Regions from separate parts of the Mus musculus genome. Here region 1 is linked to region 2. A link is a contact called in public promoter capture Hi-C data. All regions are on one chromosome and are shown on one strand. The core of a region is the stretch at or near the end of the contact, and the rest is flanking DNA. Distances in the headings are between cores, read along the strand shown.

Evidence for each region. Promoter capture Hi-C pulls out the DNA fragments that hold promoters and counts their contacts.
Region 1: a contact with region 2 is called in a promoter capture Hi-C map of embryonic stem cells, with 4 times the contacts expected there. The contact joins the promoter of Slc18a3 here to the promoter of Dnah1 in region 2. A contact is called at or near these places in 2 of 39 promoter capture datasets (embryonic stem cells and stem cell-derived epiblast-like cells).

Annotation. Positions count from the first base shown.
Region 1 is chr14:32,460,996-32,466,693 of GRCm38.p6, reverse strand. It overlaps Slc18a3 (solute carrier family 18 (vesicular monoamine), member 3), which reads left to right and starts at 1,844. Exons shown (of 1, transcript NM_021712.3): 1 at 1,844-4,257. The coding sequence starts at 2,270. The coding sequence ends at 3,862. It overlaps Chat (choline acetyltransferase), which reads left to right and starts at 785. Exons shown (of 16, transcript NM_009891.2): 1 at 785-887.
Region 2 is chr14:31,320,157-31,326,543 of GRCm38.p6, reverse strand. Dnah1 (dynein, axonemal, heavy chain 1) reads left to right here and starts at 2,648. Exons shown (of 78, transcript NM_001033668.1): 1 at 2,648-2,681. It overlaps Gm35823 (a long non-coding RNA gene), which reads right to left. Exons shown (of 3, transcript XR_001781209.2): 3 at 5,603-6,387.

The sequences.
Region 1 (5,698 bases), core at 595-3,094, 1.1 Mb before region 2:
CTGGGCAGCTCTCTACTTAGGTGAGTCTCCTCCTTTCAGGAGTACCTGTGTACGGGGTTGAGAGGTTGGGCTAGACCACTTGAGTGCTGCCTTCTCTCCCTGACTCTGGTCTCTGTCACATCATCTTGCAGCTGGCATAAGAAGAGAAGCCAACTTTCCAGCTCTTTCTGTATCTTCTACCAGCTCGGACAGAGACCAGGCTCACAATGCCTTCCCACTCGAGGGATAAGCCAGAGAGTCAGGATGGCCCTGGTGTCTGTCTGCTCTTCACAAGACCCTCCACTGTGACATGAACACAGGGCAGAGCATGTCACAGCAACAATGGCAAATACTGATGCTTCTCATCATGCGTGTACCACACCCTAAGCTGTAGGTACTCCATTTTACAGATAAATAAAGGGACAGTGGGGGCAGAAGGAGAAACAACGTCTCCCTTGGCACTGTTATCTAGTAAGTGGTAGCTCTGGAAGCCATCCTATTTGTCTGCCTCTGGAGCCCAGATCACGATGTCTCCTTCCCGGGTGGGAAGCCCAGTGGAAGAAGCTAAATCCGAGGCTAGCTTGGGATCTGAAGGCTCCTGTGATTCCGCAAGACAGGGAAAGTCCAATCTCAACGTCACCACCACCTCCAATCTCAGCTGACTGGCATCCTCTCTCCTTCCAGTCTGTGGACTGGAACTCGGGCCTCACGTGCCATCTAGGGTCAAAACTCTTCTGAGGACACACTGGGCCCAACGCATAGGCTGATCTGTTCAGCCTGTCGCCTGCAAATCAGGACGCTCAGCGTGTGCAGCCCTCCCGGAAGGAAGGTGAGCCTTCCTAAGCCTCTACTGACAGCAAAGCTGCAGAGGCCCTGCTGCGTGAGACCCAGAAGCTTCCACGCCACTTGTGAGCCCCACTCAAGACTTGGAGGCGGCCGGGGTGGGGGTGGGGTGAGGAAATGCAGAAAAGTGGGCGGAGGCTCTCAAGAGCAGAGGGAGGGTAAGGTCTGGAGAGAAGAGGGCCAGGGAGGAGTTAGAAAGAGGAGTGGGAGAGTAGAAAGGAAGGGAAAATAGGCGGAGCTGGGGGGGGGGGGGGGAGAGACCCGCGCCCGGAAAGCCGAAAAGGAGAGGCCAGGTAGGGGGAGGTCAAAAAGTGTTAGTTTTGACTTCCAGGACCCTGGGTGCAAAGAACGACTCCTCCTCTCAATACTCAAACCCTTAAAGACTGGAATTAGCTGCTAAGACTTTCTGCCTAAGGGCAGGTGGGTCGGAACCAGACCCTGAAGGCTCTGTACCTTCCCCCTCCCTTCCCGGAGGAGGGGATGAGACGGGCTGGGGGCGGGATTGAGGAAGGGGGTTGCTTGCGCTGTGCCTCTGGGTCCCGGCTGCGTGTTCCAGCTGCGAGAACAGATGGAGGCAGCGCGGCTCACCTCGGGGGCTCCGTGCCCGCTGTGCGCCGAAGTCCAGGCTGAGGAGGAGGTCTAGAGCCCCCGGCTCTCCCGTCTCCCACCAGGCTGCGGGGAACCGGCTGCCGCACCCCTCCTCCCAATTGGGGGAACCTCACCCCTATAGGTCCCAGAACTGGGGGAAACATAGGGCCGGTTCCTTCCACTGCTCACCCATCCCCAGGGGCTTGTCTAGGACTACAGCTCGCCAAGATCCCCTTCCCCTTGCTCCCAACCTGGAAACATCTCGGAAGCGGACCCCTGCCCGGACGCGCCCCGCCCCCGGCCCCCGGCCCCCGCCCCGACGACGTCCTATTAGCATGAGCGACGCCAGTGGCCCGGGCACCACTCGGGGGCCGAGACTCACCGCGTCATAGCCCCAAGTGGAGGGAGAAAAAAAAAAAAAAAGAGAGGCGGCGGTGGAGGAAGAGGCAAGAGCGGACGCGCGGGGAGGGCTGGAGAGACGGCGGGCGGCGGCAGCATGCCCCTGGGCGGGTGCACACGGCCTCTCTGCGCGGCAGGGGCTGCTCCTGCTCTCTCTGGGCACCGCGCGTCCAGTCTCCCGCCTCAGCCCCTCGGCTTGCCGGCCTCCGCGGTTGCATCCGAAACAGCGGCAACTGGTCCCTGGAGCATCTAAGAGCAGCGGCGCCGCGCGGGACAATCCTTGATTTTTTTTTTTTTTTCTCCTGAGCTCGGGGATATGAACCCCACAGCCACCTGAAGCACAGGGGGCGCTACGCGGCTAGGACCGCGCCCCCGAAGTACCGTACCCTAGCCTCTGCACTGCGGGACGCCGACACCCGACTCCGGTGGAGGCATCTTAGGAAGAGCAGCGGGTAGGGGCATGGAACCCACCGCGCCAACCGGTCAGGCCCGGGCGGCGGCCACCAAGCTGTCGGAAGCAGTGGGAGCCGCGCTACAAGAGCCCCAGAGGCAGCGGCGCCTGGTGCTGGTCATCGTGTGCGTTGCACTGTTACTGGACAACATGTTGTACATGGTCATCGTGCCCATTGTTCCCGACTATATCGCTCACATGCGCGGGGGCAGCGAGAGCCCTACCCTGATCTCTGAGGTGTGGGAACCCACCCTGCCGCCGCCCACTCTGGCTAATGCCAGCGCCTACTTGGCCAACACCTCGGCGTCCCCGACGGCTGCCGGGTCGGCTCGGTCAATCCTGCGGCCTCGCTACCCCACAGAAAGTGAAGATGTGAAGATAGGCGTGCTATTTGCCTCCAAGGCCATCCTGCAGCTTCTGGTGAACCCCTTAAGCGGGCCTTTCATTGATCGCATGAGCTACGACGTGCCGCTGCTTATTGGCCTGGGCGTCATGTTCGCCTCCACAGTCATGTTTGCCTTTGCAGAAGACTATGCCACGCTCTTCGCTGCGCGCAGTCTACAAGGCCTGGGCTCAGCCTTCGCGGACACGTCTGGCATTGCCATGATCGCCGACAAGTATCCCGAGGAGCCTGAGCGCAGTCGTGCTCTGGGCGTGGCGCTAGCCTTCATCAGCTTTGGAAGCCTAGTGGCGCCACCGTTTGGGGGCATCCTCTACGAGTTCGCGGGCAAGCGTGTACCCTTTCTAGTGCTCGCCGCCGTGTCGCTCTTCGACGCACTCCTACTCCTGGCGGTGGCTAAGCCTTTCTCAGCTGCGGCTCGGGCGCGGGCCAACCTGCCCGTGGGCACACCTATCCATCGCCTCATGCTAGACCCTTACATCGCTGTTGTAGCCGGAGCGCTCACAACTTGTAACATTCCCCTTGCGTTTCTCGAGCCCACCATAGCCACGTGGATGAAGCACACAATGGCGGCATCCGAGTGGGAGATGGGCATGGTTTGGCTGCCGGCTTTCGTGCCACACGTGTTAGGCGTCTATCTCACCGTGCGTCTAGCGGCGCGCTATCCACACCTGCAGTGGCTGTATGGCGCTCTCGGGCTAGCGGTAATCGGAGTGAGCTCTTGCGTCGTACCTGCCTGCCGATCCTTCGCGCCCTTAGTGGTCTCGCTCTGCGGCCTCTGCTTCGGCATCGCGTTGGTGGACACGGCGCTCCTACCCACGCTCGCCTTTCTGGTGGACGTGCGCCACGTATCAGTCTATGGCAGTGTCTATGCCATAGCTGACATCTCCTATTCTGTGGCCTACGCTCTCGGGCCCATAGTAGCAGGCCATATCGTTCACTCACTTGGCTTTGAGCAGCTCAGCCTTGGCATGGGCCTGGCCAACCTGCTCTACGCACCGGTCCTATTGCTCTTGCGTAATGTGGGCCTCCTTACACGCTCGCGTTCCGAGCGCGATGTGCTGCTTGATGAACCGCCGCAGGGTCTGTACGACGCGATGCGCCTGCGTGAGGTGCAGGGCAAGGACGGCGGTGAACCTTGTAGCCCGCCTGGCCCTTTTGATGGCTGTGAGGACGACTACAACTACTACTCCCGCAGCTAGCAGACCCGCTTCTCCTCCAGGCCACCTACCCTCCCCATTTAGGTCAAGATGGTCATTCTTCAAGAGCGCTGGCCAACTTTGGCTTGGGGCCCACCTCCTCTAATGAGTACCCTAGCCCGTCCCCCGCCCTGAATTCCTTTGCTGGAATCCCTTCTCCGTGACCCCTCCCAGTCTAACCCCCTCTCCAAACACACTCGTATTCATTGAGGGAATGGATCAGGGAGGCATTGGGCTCTTGGCAGAGGTGTACCGGTGATCACCAACCACCTACTGAGAGCCCCCAAGTACAGTCATGCATCTGTTTGTCCTTCCTGCGGATCTTTCCAGTGCCAAACTTGGTCTACTACACCCTGGTGCCTCCGGCCTGAATTAATAAACCATATCTGTCTGAGGAGGCCAAGTCTCTTTACTGATGAGGGGTGGGCAGTGTGACACAAAACCTAAGCACACTGGGGTTCACATGTTCAATGCAGACCTGAGGAGGGGTGGAAGCTCTGAAGATCCTTTACTGCCTGGGAAAAGGAAACAACCCCAATCCCCCCCCCCCCCCACACACACACACACACGATAGTCTCTCCTTTCCAAGCCCAGTGTAGCACCTGGAGGTTCCACCCGAGGGAACCTGAGGATCTGCCTGGCCTCGGAGGACAGCTGGCACCAAGGGCTTTCCCACACAGTGGGACCTCGCCTCATCTTGTCAAGAGAGGAGCACAAGGGAGCTGGTTTCTGCAGAGAAGAGGAGGTAGTCCCCATTTTATAGGGTCTCGGCCTGGTGACAGTGTTCATTAAGGATCCAGGCTCTATCATCTGAGGAATGAGAAAACAGTTACCCATGGATCTGCCTTTTCTCAGTCATGAAAGTTGGAATGGAAAACGGAAGGAAGATTGATGTAGGAACTGATGCTAATCCCTAGTCCACCCTGTCCTGAATATAAGTGGCCGCTCAGGGTTATCCGGGGTGGGGGTGAGGGTGGGGGCTCCCGCCCTTGATTTCCTACCATGGAGGCCCAGGCTGAAGGCAGTACACTCATTCCTGAATCCTGATGCCTGCACATGGGACTCTTTGATTTCAGGGTGAAGAGGCAGTTGGGGTAGGGTAACCTGTGTATGCAGGGGGAAGGTCTGCAGTTGGTGTGTGTGTGTGTCCTTGTCTGAGTCTTCTTGTGTAAGAGGGGCTTGTGTCTGTCTCTCTGTGTGTCTGTCTGTCCTTGTTTGAGTCTTTTTGTGTGAGAGGTGTGGTGGTAGGGGGAGTACTTGTCTGTCTGCCTGCCTGTCTGCCTGTCTATCCTTGACTGAGTCTGTTTGTGTAAGATGGGAGAGTACTTTGCCTGGGAGGAGTGTCTGTGGGCCTCTGGTTGAGGCTTTAAACAACTCCCACTTACCATCAGAGTGGACCAAGTCTGTGGTCTCTTGTCTGCTCCTCCCTTCCCAAAGAACCTGCAGGAATTGGATGGTAAAAGAAAACAAGGGAGGTCTTACTGTGGCCAACCAACTCCTTAATTTTTAATATTTTAAAGGGGTGCAGTAAGATTTCAGCCTTGTGAGGAGGGGCAAAATTTCTTCTGACTCAAGCACTCCCCAGGGTTCTGCATAAGCAGCTGCCCAGGAGCCGGTGCGGATGGGGGAGTATGGGGACTGGGGTGGGGGGCAGGCTGGGGTGGGGCGGTGGGGAGGCAATGTTCTGTGCCCCTTTCCAAGGCCTAAGTCTGATGCCAGTGCAGGAACTCATCCGGGAAGCTGTCCTAGACAGGTTTTGAGGGCAGAAAACAGGGAAACGCAGGGCAGAGTGTGGGGTAGGGGGAGCAGTGGACTGTGAGGAAGAGAGGCAGGGAAGGA
Region 2 (6,387 bases), core at 1,399-3,898:
ATAATTTCTTTACTGGCAGAATAGATCTGTGATGGGCAACAAGATCTAGTCCCCACCCTTCAGGCCATCTTCAATCTAGAGCAGAGGTTCTCAACCTGTGGATGGAGACGCTTTGGCAAACCTCTGTCTCCAAAAAATGACATCATGATATGAATAGTGGCAAAATTACAGTTATGAAGTAGCAACAAAAATAATGTTATGGTTGGGGGTCACCACACCATGAGGAACCGTATTAAAGGGTCTCATTCCTGGGAAGGTTGAGACCCACTGATCTAAAGGAATGTTCCATGACTGCACTGGGTGAAGGAGAGGGCCTCTATGAGGCGATCCTCCTGAGAATGGACTCTTCCCAACATGGCCTGCTCATGTGTCTGAGAGCTGTGAGCCCTGTGTTATCCCCAACCCACTGAGATGCTTGGTCACGTTCTCAGACTAGTAGCCCCTCTCATCCTTGATGTCTTATCATGGGCTGATGCTGCCATGGCAACCCACTTGGTTACTGCGATTATTTGGACAATTGTTCCAAGTCTGGGACATGCCAGCCAAAACAAGGATGTCTGTGGACCCTGAGTGGGGTACACAGCCTAACCCCAGAACCATGGAGAGCCATGGTCACCTTGTCCGTCTCTAGTACCCTTTACACTCCTGCTTTTCTCAGAAACAGACACTGAGTGAGTACAGAAATGCCAAAATGTAAAGCAAATGAAGCCATGGTACAGATGCAGAAAAGGTTATACCAACATCCAGGTCTGACGGGTGAGGAGAGCTGGCCAGAAGGGGGTGCTGGAGAGATGCTGGGGGGGGGGGGGATATAAGCCAGCACAAAGGCAGACGGACCTCCGGCCCAGGCAAAGCTTACCCTTCTCTCTGCTTTTAGGTTCGTCCTAGCCTGGCCTCTCTGGTCCTTCACTGATGTTGTATAGCCCAGACTGGGACCAATTTAATTCTGTGCACTTAATGTCCAGTGCAGACCTGACAACCAGCCAGAATTATTAATACATTGATTAAAATTCATATAATGAACACCAGACCCTGCTACCTCCTTCAACATTAATATGTCTCAGTGAACTCAGTTTACCCACCTATGAAATGGTAATATTATGGGAAAGCTCTGGGCAGTTGAGAAGGGGAACTTTTCCTTTTCTTTTGGCTTGCAACCTACCTCTCCCCTTTACAGGATAGAAAGCAGAAGAAGTGGGCATCAGGAACCTTCCAATTCCCCAGTTGATAACATTTAGCCATTTTTGCTTTATCTCTTCCTTCTCTTGGTGTCTATACTTGTGTGCATATAATTTTTACTGAACCCACTCGAATGGAAACTTCAGCAGACACTTGATGTTGCTTTGAAATTTAGGCTGCATTAAGCCAAGGACATGGGGCTGAAGAGATGGCTCTGAGCTTCAGCTCTTGCTACTCTTGCAGAGGACTGGAGAAATTCAGGTTCCATCACACACATGGTGGCTCTTAACCGGCTGTAATTCCAGATCCAGGGGTTCTAGCGCCCTCTTCCGGCCTCCGCAGAATAGATACCACACGGTGCGCAAAACATACATGTACGCTATACATGTATACACTCATCATACACATAATATAAAAAGAAATAGATATTTTAAAATGACATTAAAAAAAAAACAAGGACAGGCCCCTATATACCACAATAACTACGATCACAAAAGAGGCCCGCAGATAGATCTATGCCAGTTCCTAGACAGCAAGGACAACATAGTGAGACAGGTCTGAAAAAACTGAAAACAAAATTACTCGGTTTTCAGGACCAGTCAGGGAACAACACGAACCTATGCCCAGTGTGGAGCAGATGCAGACATTAGACAGCTACTATCCGGGAGGGTGCAGCCACTGCCCAGCCACAGGAGGCAGATGCAACAGGAAGCTGGGACTGCGGGTGGGAGGGTGGCCGCTGAGCCTCCAGAGACCCAGAGCTAGTACTCTGTGGACACAGCGCTGTGACCCGTCTGTCTGCAGCTACAGTTTGAACACCAAGTTCCAACTCACAATCTCCTCACATCCTTACTGTGGGCGTTTAGTAGCTGGTTACTGTTGATGCCACGTTGTTGTTTGAGATGGGATCTCATATCCACAGCCAAGAATGACCTTGAAGTTCTGGTCTTCTTGCTTCTACCTCCCTACTGCTGGAATAACAGGTGTGCGCCACCAGACCGCAGACAGGCCAACCCTCTAACAAATGAGGAAATCTCCCGCCACAGTAGCTTTGTTTTGACATGGTTTCGGGGAGCCCAGGTCCTCAAATGTGCTATATATTCAAGGACACCTTGCCTCCACATGCTATGTGCTGAGGACTACAGGTTTGAGACACCACTCATGCCTTTAATTCACTATTTCCTTGCCCATTATTCAAAGTTGCCATGCTGCCTTTGACTCTTTTGTCTCTTACTGTTAGAGGACTCTAAAGGGGGAAGTGAGTAATGCAGTCTGAATTTGAGAATTAGACGCCCACCTACAGACCGGACCGGTGCAGCGTGATCTGCCTCTGCTTAAAGAACCAGACCTCTTGGGGGCGAGGGTGGGGTGAGCGGTCCTGGGGAAGTTGGTAGCCGGAAGCTTCTGCCCGCGGTGCCGAATGGTCCCGCCCCCTCGCAACGGACTCAGTGTCCTTCCCTAGAGACGGGAAGCACTGAAAACTTTGCTGTTTAGGGGAGCCGGTAGGTCCATGAGGAGGCGGGATGATCGGGTTGGGGAAAATTCATTAAGGTGTAGAAGTGAGTGGACACGGAGGAAGCACTCTTAAGATCACCATTCCCCCTCTCCCACATCCCCTACAGAGCCTTGTCGGGGTCGGGCTGTGGGAATAGTGTATAGGAGAAGGCACTTAAGGGCCTTGCTGTTAAGACCTAACAGCACAATGTTTGGGGCTCGGATCCTTCTATGCAGGGAGTGTGTGACTCAATGCCCCCCTTCTACCAGACACCCACCCATTCTCTCTCTTTATCTGAGTTGTTACAGAGATGGGCTTCATCCCTTCCTTTACAAACCCCATTCAATTATTTGTTGGTTCACATAGTCACTCAGCAAATGCATTGTGGGGACCTTCTGCGTTCCCCGTGGTAAGTACCCAGTTTCCAGAGAACAGTGTTACTTGAAAAGTCCTGTTCAGCAGGCAGGGAAGAACAAAGTACCATATAATTTCAGGCTGCGTTCAATGGTGCAAGAAGCTGTGGGCACAGAGCCAGTTTTCTCAGGTGACTACATCTGAAGGATGAAGGAAGCCCCAAGCTTGTAAGAGAAATGACCAACTCCTATGCTGCTTTCTGTGTAGTCTCAGCAGAGGTAGAGACTTCCAAAATCCTTTAAAGTTCACATTCGTTGCCAAATGAGAGCTTGCATTGTACCCTGAGATTTTCAAAGGGATGCAAGCGCGGGTACTTTTTGAGTCCGCAGATGGATAATTTGGAAGCCCTCCTGCTCAGGTCCTCCTTGGGCAGCTATTTTGCACACATCTCAGGGCTTCTCCATATACCTCTTTGGACCTGAGTGTCCTTGTTTGAACCGTTGAAGGTGGTAGTGATGGTGGTGGTGGTGATGATGGTGGTGATATTGATGATGGTGGTGGTGATGGTGGTGGTATTGATGTTGGTGGTGGTGATGGTGGTGGTAATGATGGTGGTGTTGATGATGATGGTGGTGGTGATGGCGGTGGTGGTAGTGCTGGTGGTGGTGGTAGTGCCTGTTATGAGGACCACACACCTCTGTGCTCCCCAACTCCCACACTCGTTCAGCCAAGTGGTTGAGCATGTGGGTGCCTCTTGTTGACTGTGAAGCATTGGCCAGGTCATAGGACCTTTTGAGGGTTTATCTTCTCGACTCTGAGAAATGAGAATAATCTCAATTTCCACATAGGTTTTAAATGGGATTGTGTTATGAAATGAGTCCACAAGCCCGACAACGCTGTTCCAAGTTCTGGACCTGCTGGGACCAAACCTGCCATCTCAGCAGCTTCTTTCCTCACATAAAGTTGGAGGGGGGGGAGTTCCCAGGGTGACCAGCAGCAGAGGCCTTGCTGTGAATCATGTCCTCTCTCGCACTAGCCACACTCATTCCCAGGCCTAGGCCCTGTCACCCATGGTAAGACGACAGAAGTTTGTCTTTACAATTCCTGCACATGCTGATCTATGTAGGTGCCCAGCGGGGTTCTGAGTCTGCAGCCCATGTTTCCACCTTCCCTCTTGGGCTGTGTTAATGAGTTCCTCCTACTACAACCTGCTCAGAGAGGGAGAGAGGAGGGGGGAGGGGGAGGGAGAGGAGTGGGAGGGAGAGAGAGAGAGACAGAGAGAGAGAGAGAGAGAGAGAGAGAGAGAGAGAGAGTTATTCCCATGTCCCAGCAAAGCAGGCCAGACATACTGAATATACTGACTGGAGAAGCCAAGACTGAAACGCTTTCCTATGGAGATGGGACCCTGAACCCCAGCTGTCTGTATGCTGGTTTGTTCAAAGATGCTATCTGTGGGTTTACAGGATGAGGAAGCTGGACCTCAGGGAGTCATCTTTTCTGTTCTGTTGTCCTGAAAGGGGCAGTGAGAGTCACACAGGTAGACTTTCTGTTCTGTTGTCCTGAAAGGGGCAGTGAGAGTCACACAGGTAGACCAGACTTGGTCTTACCTTTAGTATCTGCCCTAGGAGGCAGCTGGTCACCAGGAATGGGTGCGGGTAGTTTCCCACAGGGAGGCCTGTCAGGTCTGCCTATTTAGAGGATGGTGAGCCTTTATGCAGAGAGTCTAGGACTTCTACTAGAGACCCACCTGCCTTTGCCCCTCAAATGGCTTCCGGGTCATCGTCTTGTACTTAGACAGTGTAGTTGCAGATGCTGCAACTGACTTCTGGGCTGCGGTGCAAGGTTGGTCCATGTAGGTCCACCCCACTCCCTGTGGTAGTATAGATGAGATACTCTGCCGCAGTGTAAAAGAAGACATGCGCCAGTCCCACTGAGAGTGGACCACCCCCAATACATCCACGGCTGGCCAGCACTGCAAGCGCCTGCTTGCTTTGTCACTGTGTGTCGAGGAGGTGACAGAATGAGATGAGGGCTCACCAGCTCAGAACTCTGTTTCTTTTGTGCAGGGGAGATGGCTCAGCGGTTATAGTGCTTGCTGCACACACGGAAGGCCTTGAGTTCAGGTCCCTAACCAGTGTAAAAGCCAGGTGTGATGATGTACACTTGTAAATCCAGCACTGGGGGATGGCAGAGGCAGGTGGGTTCCGGGAGCTCGCTGACCTGCCATCCTAACTGAACGGGTGACCTCTAGGTTCCGTGAGAGCCCTCATCTAAAAATAATAATAATGAGGCTTGCAAGATGCCTCAGCGAGGAAAGAAAGGCACCTGTCACGGAGCCTGCATTCAACCCGGAGACCCACGTATTGGACAGAACTGACTCCTAACAGTTGTCCTCTGACCTCCACACATAGGCTGTGGCACATGCACATACACGCATACTAAGTAAATGTACAAAGAATACAGAGAAGTCTGGGGGGATATGGCTGAACTCAGCCCTGGCCTCTCTATGTGTACACACAGCTGAGCACATCCAGACACATATGGACACATGTTTATACAGAACACACACGTGCGTGCGCACTCATGATTTTTTTTTTATTGAAATTTTTATTGAGGTAACTGCAGACATTCTTTTTATTCCTGAGCCATCCTTAAGTGAAAACCTGTCATTCCCCGCACACTTATCTGATTTACTGTAACATTCTCCTGCTTAAAGGATTGCTCTTGATGATAATGTTTTGGGGTAGTGAAAAAAGCAGCAGTAGTTTTGGAAGGACTTGCTAATAATGACCTGCAAACCCTTCTCCTCAAGGTGGTAGATGTGCCCAGGGCCCAGGGCTACCTGCTATTCCCTTTGTGAAGACAAGAGGGTATGCATTCCTTGAGCTGAGCTGACCCTCTAAGTCAGGGTCGGTGGATGCCACTTTGTGGCTTATAGGAGGATCTGTGGGCCTATGGAGGGCTATATTTGGCCTACTATTGGCAAGATCACAGAGTCCTTTGATTCCTGGGTTATGGGAGAGATGGAGTGGGTAAGCACAGGTGTGGGATGGGTATCGTGGCCTTGTGCCCACATGGAGGAGAAGAGAGCCCGACAGGTCTGGGCTGGGGCACTGGACCTGGTTCTGACGCTATGAAAACTTTTCACTGGACAGGTGAGCTCTGAGTCTGCCCCTTCATCTCCCACAGCAGGGAAGGCAGGCCTTGCTGGCTAACTGAAGGGGAAGAGTGGAAGGTGGGGAGGCACTGCATTAGAGGCATCTACAGAGTTTCCTTCTCTCAACCCTTGACTCTCAAGGAGAGCCATTGTCCCCTGTGGGACTCCTGGCATTGTCTGTCCTCTTGTGCTCCCCATGAAC